Linked DNA regions of Mus musculus: region 1 is linked to region 2. A link is a contact called in public promoter capture Hi-C data. All regions are on one chromosome and are shown on one strand. The core of a region is the stretch at or near the end of the contact, and the rest is flanking DNA. Distances in the headings are between cores, read along the strand shown. Region 1 overlaps Amz1 (archaelysin family metallopeptidase 1). Region 2 holds the start of Grifin (galectin-related inter-fiber protein).

What was found. Promoter capture Hi-C pulls out the DNA fragments that hold promoters and counts their contacts.
Region 1: a promoter capture Hi-C map of hippocampal neurons shows a contact between it and region 2, with 4 times the contacts expected there. The contact joins the enhancer-like site here to the promoter of Grifin in region 2. A contact is called at or near these places in 9 of 39 promoter capture datasets (the 3T3-L1 cell line, embryonic stem cells, frontonasal cranial neural crest and 4 more), 7 of 484 Hi-C or Micro-C datasets (B cells, ECoMG myeloid progenitors, the HL-1 cell line and 4 more), 2 of 115 datasets of contacts at active chromatin or transcription factors (embryonic basal ganglia and pancreatic cancer cells) and 3 of 9 other capture datasets (adipose tissue, liver and pancreatic islet).

Annotation. Positions count from the first base shown.
Region 1 is chr5:140,738,285-140,741,509 of GRCm38.p6, reverse strand. Amz1 (archaelysin family metallopeptidase 1) reads right to left here. Exons shown (of 8, transcript NM_173405.2): 3 at 1-445. The coding sequence starts at 226. Among named protein-coding and RNA genes, the nearest start is that of Gm30745, 9.8 kb to the left of the region's middle. Within about 2 kb of position 1,464, at least 27 of the 459 cell types and tissues checked have an H3K27ac peak or open chromatin away from gene starts, as enhancers often do. A contact at or near this core is called in the HPC-7 cell line, bone marrow-derived dendritic cells and hippocampal neurons, where this site is marked.
Region 2 is chr5:140,563,713-140,566,731 of GRCm38.p6, reverse strand. Grifin (galectin-related inter-fiber protein) reads left to right here and starts at 1,665. Exons shown (of 5, transcript NM_030022.1): 1 at 1,665-1,690; 2 at 1,987-2,066; 3 at 2,140-2,299. The coding sequence starts at 1,679.

The DNA of each region.
Region 1 (3,225 bases), core at 215-2,714, 170 kb before region 2:
CCTCAGGGGCTTCAGGGCGGCTCAGGAGCCAGTCATAGGCTGAGTGAATGAGCAGTGTGCTGAAGAGAGTCCGGTTAGGGTTGTAGGCCTCAGACAGGAAGAGTCTCTCCGACGGGGAAAAGGCTGAGGTATACATCTGCTTCAGGGCCAGGTCACAGGAGATCAGGGCATCCTTCAGGGCCCGGGGCCCGAAGCTGAACTCCTGGGGTGGTTTGCACTGCACCATGCCGTGTGTTTGGCCGCTGGCCACTCCTTTGATTTCCTTTTCCGGGCCATGAATCTCCCAGGGGACAGCCACGGTCTCTTGTAGAACCTTCTCTCAGGCTTAGAGAGTACCCGCTCAGGGCTCCCAGAAGATGGAGGCTGGACTGAGAGACCACGAGGCTTAATTCTGCCTCTTCTGAAACTTCTCAGCAAGGTGAGCAGAAAAAAGCCTGCTGACCCCCTGTGGAGGACACATGGGGCCCAGTCACTGCTCTGAGCACACATGACTGTCTCTCAGACAAAACACAGTTTTCCTGTGAACTGGAGTCAGAATGATCTCATCTACACACACTACAACCCAAATCAAGTATAAAGGGGTGTGGACATGTATGCATTTATGTGTGTGTGTGTGTGCGGTGTGCGGTGTGTGTGTGCGTGTGCGTGTGTGTGTGTGTGTGTGTTGGGGGCAGGAGAGCAGAGGCTGATGTCAAGTCTATCGCTATCCACCTGACTTTTGGAAAAAGAGTCTCTAACTGAACCCAGAGCTTAAAAGTCCAACCAGCCTGGCTGGTCATCAGGCCCACAGAGCTGCCACCTCAGTCTTTCATATGGGTGTTCGGGATTCAAACTTATGAATCCCTTATCCATGCTTATGTGGTAACGTTCTACCCACTGAGCCATCTCCTCATTCCAGAATTGAGTATGGACGTGCATTTCCATAGGACTCCACCCCTGCTCTGAGCCCAGAGAAGCCAGGCATATATAAGGAGGTATCTACCCTTCAAGGCTAGGGAGGTTCCTTCACGGAAGGCAGAGGCTGCTCCTCCTGCCTTTTATGATCACAAGACCCACCCTGTCCCCTCACAGAGCCACCCAGACCCTCCTCCCAAACCATAGGGTTCCTTGCAGGAGCATCGTGTGCACCCAGGGGCTGTCTTCTGGGGAAGACGCCGCCCCAGTGTCTCCCAGACCCTGGTTTCTAGAGTGTGAACATGGTCTAAGATACAGTTCTAACAGTCAGGAGCCAGCATGCTGACCACAGCAACCTGGAACTGTAGGCAAGCAACCAGGTAGACAGGCGGAGGGACTGCCCGCTGTGGTACTCAGTGCCTACCAGCATCCTCCCTCCTGGGAGTGTTTCTTTCAGGTCATGCTTGGCTCCAGCAACTGGCTGCTTGGAGCTTCCTATTGCATCTCAGTGCAGGGAAGTCAACCGAGACAGGAACACATAACACAGACCACGGGAGGCAAGGCGCCGCTTGCCTCCTCTGCCCTCGCACGCACCCACACCCAGCTCCTGCAGAGGAGGAAGTGCGGAGCCATGGAGGCCCTGCAGGCGGCTAAGCACCTGACTCCTCACACATCCCACCAGCTTATTTTTGTTTCTGGAAGCCAATCACACCACCTACTTAGACTCCACGCTCTGCCCCAGGCCTGCACGCAAGCAAAGCACCCCAAGCTGAAGCCCAGGGGCCGTGCTGTCTTACGGTGACCTCTGAATTGTGCTTCAGGGTTGTAGCTATGTCAGCTTCTCTCTCTCTCTCTCTCTCTCTCTCTCTCTCTCTCTCTCTCTCTCTCTCTCTCCCTTTCATTCTTTTTTTTCTTTCTTCTTTCTTTCAGTGCTAGGGATAGAACCTGTGGCCTGACCTAAGTTGAGTAAAGCCTATCCCCGAGCCACACCCCCCAGCCCCTCACTGGGGGATTCTAGGCAGGAGCTCTACCACTGAGCCACACCCCAGCTCCTCACTGGGGGATTCTAGGCAGGTGCTCTACCACTGAGCCACGCCCCCAGCCCTCCTTGGGGGATTCTAGGCAGGAGCTCTACCACTGAGCCACACCCCCAGCCCCTCACTGGGGGATTCTAGGCAGGAGCTCTACCACTGAGCCACACCCCCAGCCCCTCCCTGGGGGATTCTAGGCAGGAGCTCTACCACTGAGCCACTCCCCCAGCCCCTCCTTGGGGGAGTCTAGGAAGGGGCTCTACCACTGAGCCACACGACTACTCCCAGAATTACCTCTCTGTAACTGGAATTGTGTCATTTCTTTGCAGTAGCCCAGGAGGGTCTACTTCACAACTTCTTCAAAAGGAGAAAAAAAGGGAGGCCCTGATACCACAGACATCCTGAACCCCTCAGATGTTAATCTTGCCCACCATATTGGCCACTCTGAAAATTCCTTAGAAGCTGGAAAGTGGTGGCACACACCTATAATCCCAGCCTCAGGAGGCAGAGGCATCTCTGGGTTCCAGGCCAGCCTGGTTACAGAGTGAGTTCAGAACAAGGACAGCCAGGGCTACACAGAGAAACCCTGTCTCAAAACACTGAGGAAAAAAGAAAGGAAGGAAGAAAATTCTCAAGATCACTTTGTGAGTCAGATAGGTGTGTGTGTTTGTGTGTTTCTGTGTGTGTGTGTCTATGTACATGTACATGTGTCTGTGTGTGTCTGAGTGTATGTCTGTGTATGTGTTTCTGTGTATAAGTGTATGTGTGTGTCCGAGTGTATATATGTGTGTAACTGTGTGTGTGTCTGTGTTTGTCTGTGTGTATGTTTGTGTGCATCTCTGTGTGTGTGCCTGTGTGTGTGTATGTATCTGTGTATGTCTGTCTGTGTGTCTCTGTGTGACTATGTGTCTCTGTGTGTCTGTGTGCATCTGTATGTGTCTGAGTGTATGTGTGTCTCTGTGTGTGTGCCTGTGTGTGTGTCTGTGTCTGTGTGTGCCTGTGTGTCTGTGTAACACACATGCAGAAGCCAGAGGTCAATGTCGGGCAGTCTCCTCAGTCACATGCCACATTATTTTTTGAGACAGGATGTCTGGTTAAACCTGAAGTTCACTAATTCAGCTAGACTGGCTGTGCAGTGAGTTCCAAGGAGCCTCCCTCCCATCTCCATCTCCCCACAACAGCGCTGCAGTTACAGATGTGGACCACTACTCCTGCCCACTGAGTTGTATAATAGCCACTGAGCTATCTCTCCAGCCCAAGACCGTCTCCAACACTTTATTCAACTTCTAGAACAATCTTA
Region 2 (3,019 bases), core at 416-2,915:
ACCTTCCTTCATCAAGGAGACAGGCACTGGGTGTGTGTGTGTGGGGGGGGGGGAGCACTAAGGGGAGGAGGTGACAGAGGTCAGCATTAGCAACTCCAGCACGTGGCTGTGAAGCACAGAAGGCCACTGGCTCAAGGTAGCCAGGGGGTTAGAACCTGTCCACACTCCTGACTTGTGGGCTTTGACCCCAGCCCTGAGTTCTGGTACCAACCAGCACTGTATTGCACATCCAGAGAATTTGAAGATGGACATCTCGTCCCAGCAGCATCCCTACATAGGGGAAAGGAGAAGGGGAAAGCCATGAAGCCGGCCTGCAGTCTCCTAGTGGGCCCTGCGGCCCAGGGCTTTAGTGTGTGTGGTTTTGAGAGACTGTCACAGGGACCTGGGACTTGCCAGGGTCTCCTGACTGGCTGGCTGGAGACCCCAGCACAGACCACTGTGTTCTGTGCCTTGCACAAGTGCTGGGCATCAAACTCAGATCCCCCTACTTGCGCAGCAAGCACTTACTGATGGTACTTCTTCCCCATGGCCCTCCAGGAAGGTGAGCATGTGGGGTCTGCAGACTCTGCACCCAGCCAGGCAGGTCCAGCAGGCTCACCCCAGGGAATCTCTGTTGCTCTGGGCTGCCCCCTGCAGGCTCAGCCAACCCTGCCATGCTAGTGAGCCATCTCTGTGTCCTGCTTGACCTTGGTACCCATAGCTCCCTGCCAGACTGTGTCCATCCGTGCAGCGGTATCTGGGAAGAGGCAAAGCAGGCCAGAGGCTCAGCCCTGCCAGGGCCTGGAGAGAAGAACGGTGGCAGAGGGGACCCACGGGGACAGGAGAAAAGGAGACACGTGCTTGTTACACACTCATCTGCAGGCTTTACCCCCAAGGCTCTGGGCCCCCACCACAGCTACACTGTGACCCAACTTCCCCCTTCAGAGAGTCCCAGAGGCCCCCATAACCGCCCCCACAGACTTGGGCTTCTCTCCTCCATCCTTGAGGTGGCCTCGAGGGCCCCAGTGGATCCTTCTCATTGGCTCAGCCCAAGAGGCAGCCGGCCAGGAGAGGCGTGGGGGTGTGGGAAAGGCCCTCCCCATCTGTAGACTGGACACTGGAATGTGCTGAGCAGAGCCAGGCCTAATCCCCATTCATCCCCTTGAGGCCACTGAGCCACTGCAGCGGGGCAGCCCTGGGATGGAAGGGGACTGGATCAGGGACACATTCCCAGTATGGTAGACAGTTGATGGATGGTCAGACTGAGGTCATAAGGTCAGCCAGGGTTCTATAGGAGGACACACTTTCTTCACTCTTTGAGACCGATGGGGTCAGTGTGAGGCTCTGGAGTATGGGAGTTGGGGGGGGCCCTGGTTACACCCTCCCTACAAAGATGGGTGATGTATCCCCAGATGTGCACAAGACCCTGAATAGTGCTGGTGGCAGAGCTAGGTAGACCTGGGGAAGTATGTTGAAAGGACCAGTGTATTCACTGATGAACCCAGGGCAAGAGCGCTGCCACTAAGCCATGTACCCAGCCCCCTCTCCAGCAGGGTTAGCCTGAGGGGGGAGGAAAAATGGGGCACAGAGGTCCATGTGACCCAGACAAGGCCCCTAGAGGTGGGGCCCCCATGCCCCGCCCCAGCGGGCTCTGCTATATCTCCAGCTGCCTCATCCCCACACCCAGTGGCTGAGGGCAATGACACTGCAGGTGGGTAAGATCCACAGCCCAGGGAGGTTGCAAATGCTGGAGAAGGAAGTGGAGTGGGGGGGTGGGCGCCTGGTGGGGCCACCTACTCCACTATAGAGCTGGGAATGTTTATAGCTTCTCCTCAGCCCCCAAGCAGAGAGGCTGTGGGGGTAAGGTTGGACCACCACACCCAGAGCAACATGGAAGTAGAGGCTTGGGCTTGGTGGGAGCCGGTGTCCCTGAATAAACAGCACACTTGATGGGGAGGAAGGAGGTTGCAGCCCTCTGGGGCTCTGTCCCCTGTGTTTTGCCTTCAGTTCGAAGCCTTCTGTGCAGGGGGTCTGGCCCCTGGCTGGAGCCTGACTGTCCAGGGACATGCAGATGCTGGAGAAGAGAAGTAAGAGCCTCCCTCGCTGGGGTCGGGACCCTCCAGCCACACTCCTGACCCTAATCACACTCTCCACCCATAGGTTCGAGATCAACTTCTTAACAGACGCCGGAGACATCGCCTTCCACGTCAAACCTCGATTCTCCAGCGCCACGGTGGTGGGCAATGCTTTCCAGGGAGGACGGTGGGGGCAGGAGGAGGTGTCCAGCATATTCCCACTGACTCTGGGAGAGCCCTTTGAGGTGATGGGGTCTGTGGGAGGAAGGAGAGGTGGGGTGGGACACCTAGGACCCGTGAAGACAGGGACTGCGGAGGATAAATGCATGGGCTGGTGCACCCTGCTGGGCCGAGTGGCCTCCTTTCACGGAGTTTGTTCACAGGGTGTCTCTCTCTCTCTGGCTACTAACCACCTTCTCTTGGTGAAAAGAGGGATCCCCAGCTAGGAACTCAGGACCAGGTGGTCCACACCATGCTTTGCCAAGTAGCCAGGGTTGTGTTTTATAAAATGCGGCAGGAGGGAGCACCTTGGTGGGCCAGGCCAATGAGCACCTTGGTGGGCCAGGCCAATGTGTCGTCGTCCCCGTCCCCCCCCCCCCCCCCGAGGAATCAGCACCGTGCAACAGGCCTAGTACAAAATGAAGTTTATTGGAGGGAAAGGAAGGCAACGTGGAAAGGGGATAGTGGCAGAGAAAAGGGGGCAGAGAAGGACAGAAAGACAGAGGAGAGAAGACAGAAAGAGGAAGAAAGGTAGAGGCTGGCTGAGAACACGTGGAGAAGAGAGAGAAGAGAGGGAGAGAGGGAGAGACAGAGACAGAGAGACAAAGAGGAGCCAAGCTGAATGAATAGTCCTGGCTCACACTTGGCTGCTGTTGGGTGGAGCCTGGAGAGATTGCTGACAGCCAAGAAGGCTTCTGTGGTTGGGGCCCAGAGACACCCCCCACACACACACACTTTCCCTTCCC